3 separate regions of the Danio rerio genome follow, and all the other regions are linked to region 2. A link is a contact called in public HiCAR-type and Micro-C data. All regions are on one chromosome and are shown on one strand. The core of a region is the stretch at or near the end of the contact, and the rest is flanking DNA. Distances in the headings are between cores, read along the strand shown.

Region 1 (4,541 bases), core at 1,500-3,999, 200 kb before region 2:
ATTTAACAAAAATAAAAACTACAACCATTCAGACTAGGGCTGTACGATTAATAATATTTTTTATCACAATAACGATATTTGTGACAATCAGTAAATAAATATTGTCATGTTTGTTTGTTTGTTTTCTATATTTGTGGCTGTGAAATTCAATAATACACAAGTGAATAAATGTTAATCAAAACAATAATTGCCATTATTAATCGTGATTAATGTTTTTTCTGTGCAGCCCTAATTCAGACTAGGCATGGGCCAGTATAAGTTTCGGACGGTATGATAACCCTGGATAAAAATATCACTGTTTCACGATATTGTGATTACTGGTCTAAAATGTGCTTTTTTTAAAATGTCAGGTTAAAAAAACTACTTTTTACCTTATTGAACACAATATATTTTATTTTAAGAAACATTTATAATATTCTAAAACAGTAAACATGTCACGGTAAATAATTCATAATTAAATCATTGACTTCTGATGTCTTCATTGATTTCAAAAACACAGATTTCTTTATCACAAACACACACACAAAAATACCTTACACATACCTTAGGAATGGTATAACAGAATTTTTGCGGTTTTAAAACCTTGTCTTTCCCAAACTGCGGTAAACCTCGAAACCGGTAATCGTCCCATGGCTAATTCAGACTGCAAAATTATGCAGAATATAATAATAGAAAATAAACCCACCAAAAATAATTTTAAAAATCTATTATTATTATTCCAGTATAATAAAAGCTTAAAATGTAACTGAAATAATTTTCTGAATATCCCTTATGACATATTTCAACAAAACATCTGTAATGTAAAATGAAAAATAAAAGGCTAAACAATCTCTAAATATAAAAAAACACCAGTCTACCATTAAAAGACAGCAATTCATCATAACACACATGTGAACATTCTAAAATTCAGATATTAAAAATTCACAGAGCAAAAACCAAACACCAATACATGAAACAGTTTCCTTACCACTAACTAGGGCTGGGCGATATGGCAAAAATGCAACCTCGATTAATTATTTTCCATATTGAACAATAACAATATATTTAGTTGTTAATGCTAACAGGTTCAAGAGTATCCCAACAATGACTGAAGCCGCAAAAATGAAAGCGTCAATTAAATAGCATAACCAATTTTTAGCAGAGGAAATTATATCAACACACTTCTAGATTTCCATTGCTGTACATTCCTGCTGTGTGATTGGCTCTTAGATCAATATAGAGTAAAAAAGCCCAAGGCTAATCATAGTTATCAACACATAAATTATCGCAATTTGATATAATATCGTTTATCGGCCCAGCCCTACCACCAACACATTAAATTTGTCAAAATGAAGCCAGAATCATAATTACAACTGCTCACACATCTAGAAGATACCCTTTTAGCAGACACACCATACAGGAAACACCCCGAACTTCATATTAAAGCCATATGGAGAGAAAGGCCATAAAAACATAAGCCTTCAACCCTAAAACCATCTAATCCAATGAAGCACATTCCAGACATTCCTGATCCAGAGCTCACTGACACACACCCAGCACTGAGTTGAAGTCCTGCAGAAATCCAGATATCCCATGTGCTTCAGGGAGTTTAGGTGAAACCACAGAGCAAAAGATTTAAACTGAGAATGTGAGTGGGCGGAGTCTGCCTGGTTTTGTTATGCAAATATGTGGGCACACGACGACACGCGCGCGCTTACTATCACTGCCAGCAGCTATTCAAAACTACTACTACAACTCAACTACTACTACTACTACTACTTAAATCTTTTAAAGCAATAGTATTTCAGACAACAATGGTCACGGTTTTCATTTTTAATCTTACTTCAAAAAACACTACAACAGAACACCACATCTTATATATTTGAAGATTGGATATAAATCCTACATATTTCATAAAAAGTCAATATGGAAATTTAAGCTGTTTGTGTTAAGCTTTTGTGTAGTTTAAATGTGATCTAGAGGCTCTAGTGTGGATTGCCATGCTGCTCCTTTAACACAGCAGAAGAATGACACCGGAATGGAGGGAAAACGTCATGTATTCAAAACCATTGTCAGTCTGCATGTGAGAGAGACTCGTAAACAGCAACATTAAACGAGAATCAATGAACTATGGGAACAAAAACAGTTATTACAATGAACGTATAGTGTATTTAACACATATTTACTGTCAAAGCAGAGTAAAATGATCTTTATGTGCGATTATTTTACACAAGAGTGGAGAGAGTCACGTGCACTTTCGTGCACAAACAACGTAATGAAACTGAAAGGTTCGATATAAATTATGAATTCAAAACTAGTTGATAAAACAGTATAAAGTTGTATTAGTGTGGTAAAACAGACGAGCTGTGATGGAGGAGCAGTAAATGCGCGCCGTGCCCAAGTTTCCTGTGCAACGACTCGGCTGGAAACCGGAGTTTCAATTCAAGTCAAATACCAAAACAACAAATAACAGCTTTGAGAATTACACATAATAGAAAACATAATGTTTTCTAAACTGTATCTTTCATATAGAGATATGCAGAAAGACAAGCAACATGTTATGTGTACTTCAGAAAGAGAGTTGGGTCGGACTGAGCGCTGAATGTATTTCTGTACCGTTAACTACGCAATCCCTATAAATACATTCCCAGACAAAAACTTTAAGCACGCAAAGTCAATTTATAAAACTTTCTTACCTTCAGTCGACCTTATTTTCCTAAAAATCACTAAAGCTTATCCGTGGAAGTTCATAAAATAAAGAATATTGTTTTAAAACGCTGGCCCCCGCTCTGAACTCGTTCCTCCCTCTGTGACTGCTCAACCTACCAGCGTTTTGAGGGCGGGAAGCGCTGTGATTGGGTGGGGCGACCTGTTTTTAAATTTCTGAATTTTCTGATTGGTCGAAGGAGGGCTTTGCGTGAGCGTTGATTGGAGGCGAGGCATTTGAGCTTGAAGAGAATCGAGGTTTACAAAATGGAGTCCTCTTCAGGCGAGACAGTTGATCGGTGAGATATGAGAAGAAGAGAGAGGGACAGGACAGACAGACGACGTCACACTTATAAATGCCATAAGTTTTTAAGTCAAATATAGTTGGTAATTAATGGGTAAAGGCACGAGAAGGGTCAGTGAAACGCTCAAATAACCGAAATTTAAGTTAATAGCTTGTTTTTCATACTTATACCAAAGAGCTTTAAATGACTTGAGAGATTCTATGCTCTTTGTTATACTGTGGAGGGCAATGGTTGTTAATACAAAATGACCAAAACAGGTCGACAAAATCTTCCGCTACATATTTTTAATATATATTTGTATTTATTATTGTATCTTTTACAGGTTACAGCCGTTCCGAAACATGCTTTTACCCTCCTATTGTTAACTTGTAATTCATCTTGACTGACAGGTACTTCTGCTGAACACAACCACACTCTTGTTTTGTGGTTTGAATATAATACAAACTTGTCAACTACTGTTAAAACAATTAAAAATTAGCTTCAAATGAAAATTAAGGCCACTTTGAAACAGGTAATAATTATATTAAACACATTTCAACTTGCATTAGTAAGGTAAATAACAGTTAGTTGTGAGCACAGAGTAAACTGCTATGATTTAAGTTACCTGTGTATAAGTTAATATTACAATATTCAATTAATTATAGTGCTATGATTGATAGAAATCTAAATCTAGAATAATTAAATAGTAACTAGCAATGTATTTTAACAATAACCAAATACATTCAGCTTGCAGTCTTATCAACTAATCCAACCAGCTTTTTGTTGGTTATGTTTAAGAGTAGGTGTCTAATACTTACTCTAAGTCTTACTCAGTTTCCGTTTTAGCAAAATTGCATTGCTGCATTTGACCTTAGCTGAACTTTAGCAGTGCATTTATGTGCTCAGTCTGGAGTTGTGCACATTTTCTAGTAGCTGCTTTCTGAACCAGTAAGATTGTTTGAGCTGCGTTTAAGAAGTGTGTTCAGTGCAGTGGCTGTTTGAGTAATATTCAGCTTTTGTTGCAGTGTTTGCTCAGTGCTGCCTTCTTCCTGTTTGATACAGCTTAGCCGTGCAACAGCACAGCAGACACAAAAGTGGCAGCGTTTGCATAAGCTGTGTTTTACAATTCCAAAATCAAAAGATCTAGATTTGAGTAGATATTGACTCAAATATGTTTTATCAAAGACTATAAACACAGTGTGCATAAAAAAACAACAGACATCCACTATACATGCATTCAATTTAATAACATATTTACAAAAAAACTCATCTTGGCATAAAGAACAATAATCATTGGATGATGTTAATTTCAGGACATCAAAGCAGCTAAAAAAATACTGTAAATTTAAAACTTTATGCTTTTTTCTAAATCATTATGTCAAACCCATTTGTCTGCAAATTTCTAATTTAAAATATAGTAATTTTGTAATTGCTCACATATTTTAATTCATACAGGTCAGAATAACAGTTTAATTTTTACAGAAATGTATCTTATGCTGAATGTCAATGGAACATTTTATATTTATAGGTACTTTCCTAAAGTGGTTCCAAACCTTTCTGAGTTTCATTCTT
Region 2 (4,605 bases), core at 1,481-3,980:
TGGGAATAATAAACGGCAGAAAACAGTCAAACTACTCGATCTACAAACAAGTGTTTCATGACTAAACATAAAAAAGTAAAAAAATGTGATGAGAAAATATCAGTTTGCAACACCAAGCAGCACAACGAGCTATTTTTAACATATAATAATCGATGGAAGTGAATGAGGCCAGATGTCTCAAGCCAAAAAGAATTCAATGGCTGCTCCCACCCATACGTGAAGAATAAGATCAACACTCGTTCTTCAGCATTAGTCATTGCAAATTTAGGGAAAAAACTGAAGTACTGGATATTTGACAGGTTTCTTTTTAATAACTGTAACGATAAAACTCTAATTTAATAATAAAAAGTAATTCATTTACCCTTGTTTTAACTAAAAACAAAGAAAACTTTATGTTTTGGTCAATCGACAACTGCATTTTTACTGTAACAACTGAAAAAGTGTGTGATTTACAAAAAAATAAGATTGTAAACGTCTCTACGCTAATTAAACAAATGTGAATTTGCAGTGAAGCCATACTAATACTCAATCTTTAGCATTAGCCATTGCAAATTTAGAAAGTGAAGTACTGGATACTTGCTAGATTTGTTTAGTAACAAAACTACATTTACATTACATTACATTACCAATAAAATGTTCATTTAAAAAACAAAAAGGAGATCATTTACACTCGTTTTCAACTAAAACTAAAAAAAACTTTGTGTTTTGGTCATTCGTGAATGCATTTTTAACTGTATTACAACTGTAAAATTGTACGATTTTGAAAATGGCATTGCTGCTCAAGTCATATGTTTGTGTTTACGGTCATGAGCAAGTACTTAACAATTGCTCTTTACACTCAAAAAACATATGTTACACCACTTATGTAAAATGAGCTCCAACATAAACAATTCTAAAGGTTGTTTTTGTGTGTGTGTGTGTGTGGGGGGGGGGGGACAAGTCAATTGTTTTATGCTCAATCCACAAATTTTTGAAAACTAATACTTTCACTTAATTCCTTTATGTTGTCTCAACAAAAAAATATGGTGTGGAACTATGGTGTGGCTTTTTTTTTTTTAGAGCGTTGAGAAAACTTAACTGGTGTGGGAAACAAAGCTTTATTTTTTTGCTAGTTTGGTTGCTGTTGTTGTTTTTTTGTGTGTCATTTTGGCAGATTAGTGTGAACAGATACTGTTTGACAGTGCACTTTGACATCATAAGAAACACATGCAGTCAAAGTGTATGCAAACTTTTGTCTGGTAGTGTAAAACCAAAGCCAAGCTGAGCAATGCAACCCATTCACAAATAGGTTGTTAATTCAGTTAGGTTCCTTCCTCATACACATAATAAAGTCAACGGTCGTGTCACGCCATTAAAAGCTTGACACTTCCCAACACATGCTCGTGATGAGCAAGAGAGAACAGCCTGGGTCTAAAAATCACACAAACCACACCTGTTACGGCTAACAAACATGAACATTCGCCTCCGCTCAATCACCCTCCCGAGCGAGAGACAATCCTGTTTGTGACACAAGAGGCAACCCACGTACATCTGAGGTGCTTTACTATGCAGCAGCGCGGTTCGTAGGAAGACGGCCCGAATAATACAGAAGAGATTAATCTTAACCTAAAAGGAAGGTTATGTCATATCAGACAAACCCTGCTTTAAGGGCAGCTCCTGGTGAAGGTTGCCAACAGCTGGCTCCATCTTCATGTGTCTTCAGCGGGAGTGTGGGAGGAAATACTTCCAAAGGCTTGAACATTTTAACACATGCTCTCAACCAGATCACCAGACACAGCGAACATGCTAACATCACAATGTAGTGTGATGGATCTGATCATCAGTCAAACTGACATTAGCAAACAATCTATGAGCAGATTTTATTTAAAAATGAATGACAAAAAAGAAGAAAAATATTAATAAAAATATAAATATAAAATTAACATAAAATCCCAATAATGCTCATTTGCTTCATGACATGAGCAGAAGTGTCAAAGTTTTCACATAAACTCAACTTCAAGAACATGAAGCATCCTAAACAAGATGTCTCGAGTGTCATGCTGCAATGCAACAAAAATAATGACTATGCAAATGGCCATTTACATAATATGGAGAGATGCAGATATACAAATGTGCATTTTCCACACACACACACCCCCATATGAAATATACAAAACATGCAGTAACTCAATTTGGCTAATTGATAGATTTACCTGTATCATTTACATGGATTCATTTAAACTACAATCAGTCGATTAATTGCCTTTTTTAATTCTAGGACATCCTATATCATGAAAAACATCCATTGTTTGTGTATGAATTATTTATAGGCAGTGCGCAAATAGCACACACGCACCAAAAAATCCTTAAACATCCTATCTGCATGTATTTATAACAATCTCGAATGGCTGCGGGGGAAGATTAAAGCTGATTTTTCTTACCTCATGATGAATTCCGCGCTATATATTCGGCGTTATATAATTTTTAGAGAGTTTTCAAAGTTCGCACTTGATCACAAGAAGAGATGAATGAAACGCCGCAGGACCAGAGGAGTTTGTATCCCGCAAAGTAAAAAAATAAAAATGAAAGTAAATAAAAAAGAACTCGGTCTACATGATCTACCGCATTGCACCCCTGTGTGTGGATGCTGCAGCACGGAAGAAAAAAAATGTAAGTGAGAATGCAATTTTCTGTTTGGTCTTGCAAGCGCCTGATCTTCTAATAGCGGCAACGTGCCGCTGGGATCCCCTTCTACAGCCACAGCAGCGACGCAGAGCTTTTCTGCGCGACGTCATCACGCAAGACACGCACAGGTCACGCCCCCATTTGATAACTGGACAGGGATTTAGACAGATAGGCAGGCATATACGTGACATATTTGTGTCAGTGCTGAGCAAAGATTAATCGCATTATATTTTTACAAAACTGCAGGCTTTCCTTTTATTTTAAAATGTAATAATCTATCTAATAAATTTACAATTGCGCTGTGAAAATTTCATCTGCAGGTTTTTCTTTTCTAAAAATTGTGTTATTCACACAATTCTTCACCACATAAATGCATTTTATGGAACAACTTTACTATTAGAATTAGAAATAACTCTATTTTTTATTAACACGATTTAACAGATAAATAATTGTGATTCTCTCAATTTTGATAAGTCTTGTCTTATGAACAATTTGTCTAATTATATTTTCTCATTTCCTTTTAAAGAATTTAGGGCTGTGCAAAAAGCAATTCCTTTATGCCTACATCAACCTTTAAAATCTCATTTAAATTTTAAGGAAAATGTTATTTAAGAACCAGAGCTGAACTTAAATGGAATTAGTGTATTTGAATAAATATATTCAACACATTTTCCAAAATAAAAAGTATATTGTTCCTAAGGGCAAATTTTAAAGGTCATCCTTCATTGACCTAATAGGCTTGGGAGAAAAGCCTGGCTATTATCTGATAAGTACTGCATTTCCAATAAAAAACAGAGGAGCTTTATTTTAAAATTCTTCATAAAATATATCCAGTGAATACTTGGTTAAAGTATAAGGAGGTTGATAGTACAAGCTCATTTTGTAAAACTGAAGACGAAACCCTGATTCACATATTTTTTCAGTGTAAAAACACAAAAAGCTTTTGGTATAGCTTATATCTCCATATAGGTAATTACATTGCTTCTTCCAGCCATTTTCAACTACAAGATATTATTTGTTACTATAAAGGCAAAACTGATATATATTAAAGAACTACATTATGAACTATTTAATTTTGTATGGAAAATATTTTATTCACACACAAAAACTCTCGAATTTGCAGCCGTCTTTTTCACATTTTTTTAATTGAAATTGATGTTTTTTTTTTAAATCTCTTAGAATAGTTAAAAACAAGAAAAGTGATAGATTCTTGGATTATTATGATAATTAATTTTAAAATATCACAGATATTTATATAAATGGTTATTTATGTATCTCTGTAAAATTTTTCTTTCGCTTTTTCCCTTTTTTACTGTTTTATTAGTGTTTATAATATTATTGTTACTATTATTGTCTTTTTTGTGCAAGATCGGATTTTGTATGTTTGTTATTAAAGTCAATAAAAAAAGATTAATCGCACCCAAAATAAAACTTTGTTTTGACATAAAATATGTGTATTGTACATTTTTATTATGTATATGTGACACACACATATACAGTGCTCAACATAGAGTACACCCCATTTGGAAAACGAATGTTTTTATCCATTTCTCAGAGAATATAGGTAATGTATTTTGCATTTAAACTAAACATATTTATTAAACAAATATATTTATTAAAAAAATATTTCAGTCACTGAACATATTTAGAAATTGAAAGAAAATACAATTAAGCAAATTAAGCAAAACATTGCAAAAAAAATTACAACCTACAAAAAATTGTTCTCTCTTTTTTAAATTTGTATTTAATATTTTTCTATAACATCAATTTGGGTGTACTAGTGTTTGGACCGTTACCATAGGTTATTTTGTAAGATAAGCTCAAGAGTTGGCTTCAGTACTGACTAATCTAATGTATATGCACAAATATAATATTGAAAAGCTTCCTATTAAAATATAAATTTTAAAAAGAGATTTGTGAGGGGTGTGCTTATATGCAGAG
Region 3 (4,800 bases), core at 1,124-3,623, 140 kb before region 2:
TAGCCATGCAATATTCTGCAATAACAACACTCGTACAGCCTCCTCACCCTTCTGTATCACTCCGCTCACATGGAGTGATGGCAGATCAATAAACTCAATACAGTTTGACAAACATTGCAGCTGTTGGACAACAATATACTTTTGAGGCTTTTAAGGCGAGAATGTAGTTGTTTAGACTGTAATTATGCAGTGTATTTATAAGACGTGTGACGACAGAAACCGGATAATAAGCTCTTAGGAGAAAAACCCATTGTAATTCAAACAGCAGCTAATCAAATCATCATAAAACGGTTGTAGTGCCCTATTTATACCATAGTAATCTGGTAGTGTTTGCTTTGGCTTTTTTGGGGTTAATTATTGTGATATACCGATTGCAACAGAGAAATACTGGGAAGCTTCTCTAGACTGATGGCATTTCATGCTGTTCAGCATTATATTCTTTAAATGTGAGCAAAATCACTTGTTTTGTCATCACTTTAGACAGTACGTGGGAGAATCATTCAAATACTAGCTCTAAAGTGATGTTGGTGAACTGGCAACAGTTTCTGCTGTTCTGACGTCAGCTGCAAATGTGAAGGAATGGAAGAAGAAAGTAGTTCCGCATACAAAATAATATTTAGACTCTGTTTGATTTCTTTTTTCATATACACGACTATGCCGTTAAACTGTTGTATAAATGCAATATTACACTCGTAGCAGTGTAATATAACTGTATATCATCACTGGTGGGACGCTAAGGCACTCGACTGCAGCCATCTTCCAACGCAGGCCTCCCGTCAGTGCCAATATACAGCCATATCGCACTTCTCTGTGTGTGTGTGTGTGTGTGTGTGTGTGTGTGTGTTTATTATATTATTTATTGTGTTTATTATATAGTTCATAATAATAATAATAATAACACTACAGGGTATATGCAGCAATCCTAAAGGTAATTTCAATGCTTAAAAAAAATTTTAAAAGACCTTCTCAGAATATTTTAGGACCTCATCACCAGTTCAAGTTTTTTCGGTATCAAACTTTTAACTTATTAACAGTTGTTAATAAACAGTTGTAGTTAAATAAATCCAATCAATTTGTGCTCCAATCAATGGAGCACAACCATGCAACAGAACTCAGATAAACTCGGAAGAAACAAAGCTTGAAAGAATAAATTACGTGGTTGTTTTCAGGGACAGACTGCAGCCACTGTTTAAACTTGTCTTTCTCCAACCAGGAGTATGCAAACTTACATTCACCCATTTTACTGTCATTCTCACTCTATTGTTTAGCTACATGTGGAGAGCGTCACGTCACTTTCCCACATTTGTCGCAAATTATGTGACATCACCTGTCCTGGACGGAAGAGCTTGGCCGGACACGCATTCATCGCATGGATCAAGCATGTTGTTGTTAATATTAGGAGGAAAATAAATATATTTATGCTTTTTTGGAGTCAAACACTTTGGAAAATGCTTGAAAAATTTAAGTTATGTGCAATTAAGTTTTTTTTATACTTTTTAAGGGCCTTAATTTGTCACACCCTGTAACAACAATAATAATGATAATGATAATAATAATAATAATAATAATATAATATTATTATTATTATTATTATACCTAAATCTATACATATACATATATGCATACATATATATGGACTATATATTAAAATGCCTACATTCTACATATATCATAAAATGCTGTACCTTACTAAAAATAAAAAAACAATAAATATGCAATAGTTGCATCAATGCCATGGTGTCATTAAAGCAAAAAGTAGAAAGAAAAGCCTGACAGGCAGCCACTGAGCATTGCGCAAGTATATTCCAGTCAAGCAGACTTAACCTTGACTACTGCTTCCTTAGGGAACTGGTTGCAGAAAGGCTTTTCATTAACAAGACCTGGGTGAGTAACAACCTCTGACGTCTTTTGAAGTCCAAAGAAATCTTGATAAACACACGCTCATGAAAAAAGCCAACTCAGAGCTTTAAAGTGGTGATTTAACTGAACTTAGTCCAACAGACATTAACATCAGACTGCTGCATTTGCTTGTGCATGAGGGTTCACCTGGTTCATGTTCTCACCTTCCACACGCTGATGTCAACTCTACAAGCGCACATGTGTTCTCTGCTGAAGACATCAGCTTTCTGTGTACTGAGCCCTCTGCCCATTAAAAGCGATTGAAAAAGAAAGTTTGACAACGCTATTTATTTGCAATATATGAAGGCCTGTTTGCATCACAGGAATAAAGTAATGGTGACTTTATCTTACTTCGTTCTCAGAAACTTAGGATCCATTTACACAACATTTCCAGCCAAAAAGAAGAAATTTATGTGTTTATATGTTATATGACAATAGGGTTTTATTCTGTTTTTTTTTTTTTTTTTTGTCATTCTCTGATTTTAACACAGGATTTCAACAGCTTTACACCTGTAATTTGACTGGTGTTAGCAACGCTTTTAACCCAGGGTTAATTTTATGTGCGAACATTTATATTTATGTGTAGATTTGAGACCACCCGTGGCCAAAAAATAGGGAAAGAAAAATTAATGACAAAAATGCTGAATGTGTTGTGCTTGACATGAAGCCAGTGAACGATATGCAGGCGAAGGCTTTTTTAATGAATTAATGCACATACTTGGATGCACCATTCCTAATCATTTAGCTAAATAGACTGTCTCACCAGTTTAGCATTATCTACAGTTTAAACAAACATTCTAGCTGTACATTCCTGAATTTATAGCTATTTTGTATTTCATTTATTGATCACTCAGTGTCATCAACTAAACTATTTTTGATTCACATTTTGAATGTACAGTTGAAGTCAGAATTATTAGCCCCCTGAACTATTAGCCCCCGTTTATTTTTTTCCCCAATTTCTGCTAAACGGAGAGAAGATTTTTTTCATTTCTAAACATAATAGTTTTAATAACTCATTTCTAGTAACTTATTTATTTTATCTGCGCAATGATGACAGTAAATGATATTTTACTAGATATTTTTCAAAACACTTCTATACAGCTTAAAGTGACATTTAAAGGCTTAACTGGGTTAATTAGGTTAACTAGGCAGGTTAGGGTAATCAGGCAAGTTATTGTATAACGATGGTTTGTTCTGCAGACTAGTGAAAAAATAGCTTAAAGGGACTAATAATTTTGACATTAAAATGGTTTTAAAAAGTGTTAAACTCCTTTTATTCTAAATGAAATAAAACAAATAAGACTTTCTCCAGAAGAAAAAATATTATCAGACATAAAATTTCCTTGCTCTGTTAAACATCATTTGGGAACTATTTAAAAAAGGAAAAAAAAATGCAATGGGGGGCTAATAATTTTGACTTAAACCGTATGTTGCCTGCACTTTTGCACACATTTGTTCTGCACCTTACGGCTTGATTCTGAATTATTTTGTTGATTTTTATTTATTAAAAAAAACAAAATTCTGTCTTTTCAAAGACAATCCTTTACATTTATTACTGTGACGACCCCAGATTAATAAAGGGACTAAGCCAAAAACAAAATGAATGAATAAATGAATGATGGTGCACTCAAGACGTGATTTGGTCCTTTAGTGTTCGAAAACACTAATGACAATAGTGTTTATGTCTTATGGGAATGGCATGTATATTTGCAGTATGTCTTGCTGGATGCTCACATTAAAGCTGAATACTTCAAATTAATTTATTATACATTATTTCAGTCAATTTATGTCAGTTTTGTGGTTTGAGTTTTACAAAAATCTCTGGTGTTTTCATTTGTTGTGCTTTTTTGTCTAGTTACATTCATTTCTAATGGATTCTGTTTAAAACATCTTTTGTCCCTTAAATCTATATATTCAGCAAGTTTTTTTATTCATTTTATGTCATTTGGACATAAACTCAGTCATTAGTATTTAAAAGAAAACATTTCTTAGCATGTAGTCTCGTTACCATAGTGACATGTTTTAGAGAATAGAACGCGTTCCAAAGTGTTCATGAAGCCTTGCATCACAGAAAATCTCTAGTGGGTTTGCTCTAGTGGAGTCAAACAAGTTGTGTCTTTGGATTTTCAGCGTTACTTGGAAATGGAAATTGAAATCTCTTGCGAGATCTCCGAGCGCCAGAAAAGAGCGCAGCAGGACAATGAAAGGCCTGAGAACGGCACAAATAGTGAGTCATATTTACATTGTAATATGAATATCCAGGGTTTCCTTATATAATATTATACTTACTGTTACAAAATAATGTTTGTACAGTGTAAATGTTTGTACAGTATAATAGGCAGCTGGTTGAATTCCTGTTTCGTAAAGAGCTCTGTTAACAAAGTCCTGTAAAATCTACAGCATCTCGCAGCAGTTCGCCAGTAACTTACTGAAAATCAATTACAGCAAAAATACTGCATTTACATTTATAGCACCATTTATCTTGCTGTATATAAATTTTCTGTGTAAAATACACAGTAATTTTTACAAAGCAACTTGAAAATACATTAACAGACTGCTTAAATGTTTTACAGTAAAATACAGGCTATTATTGCATTCAAGTGCATCTTAATGAAACGCTTTGTGTAAATGAATGTTGTATCTCATATTCAGCTTTTCTGATTCAACTTTAGTCTAAAGCCTTTAGGAAATTTAAGTATTTACTTTTCTACTAAAAAGGTACACTGGACATGTATATTTTTATATGGTTTGGTGCACTGACCATTTGTGTAACCAGTTTTATATAACATGAACATAAAATATAATATTATTATTATCGATAATGATTTATCAATGAATAATAATATAATACAAAAAAAAGGGAAATTTCATGGTTAAAGTAAATTTGTGGTAACCTTGGTT

Evidence for each region. Hi-C and Micro-C count contacts between places; a contact is called where the count stands out from the background. HiCAR-type assays count read pairs that join an accessible place to other places.
Region 1: a Micro-C map of caudal fin shows a contact between it and region 2, with 6 times the contacts expected there. The contact joins the promoter of lbr here to the promoter of enah in region 2. A contact is called at or near these places in 2 of 18 Hi-C or Micro-C datasets (caudal fin and an unstated tissue) and 2 of 4 datasets of contacts at active chromatin or transcription factors (caudal fin and embryo).
Region 3: a contact with region 2 is called in a HiCAR-type map of caudal fin, with 6 times the contacts expected there. The contact joins the promoter of LOC137488716 here to the promoter of enah in region 2. A contact is called at or near these places in 2 of 4 datasets of contacts at active chromatin or transcription factors (caudal fin and embryo).

What each region holds. Positions count from the first base shown.
Region 1 is chr20:39,685,716-39,690,256 of GRCz12tu, forward strand. It overlaps lbr (lamin B receptor), which reads right to left and starts at 2,750. Exons shown (of 14, transcript NM_001002720.1): 1 at 2,676-2,750. It overlaps LOC141379378 (a long non-coding RNA gene), which reads left to right and starts at 2,973. Exons shown (of 2, transcript XR_012395966.1): 1 at 2,973-3,100; 2 at 3,313-4,541.
Region 2 is chr20:39,883,375-39,887,979 of GRCz12tu, forward strand. enah (ENAH actin regulator) reads right to left here and starts at 2,731. Exons shown (of 13, transcript NM_001013521.2): 1 at 2,421-2,731. The coding sequence starts at 2,425.
Region 3 is chr20:39,743,371-39,748,170 of GRCz12tu, forward strand. LOC137488716 reads left to right here and starts at 2,374. Exons shown (of 4, transcript XM_073933542.1): 1 at 2,374-4,126. The coding sequence starts at 4,042. The region is part of intron 4 of enah (ENAH actin regulator); the gene reads right to left.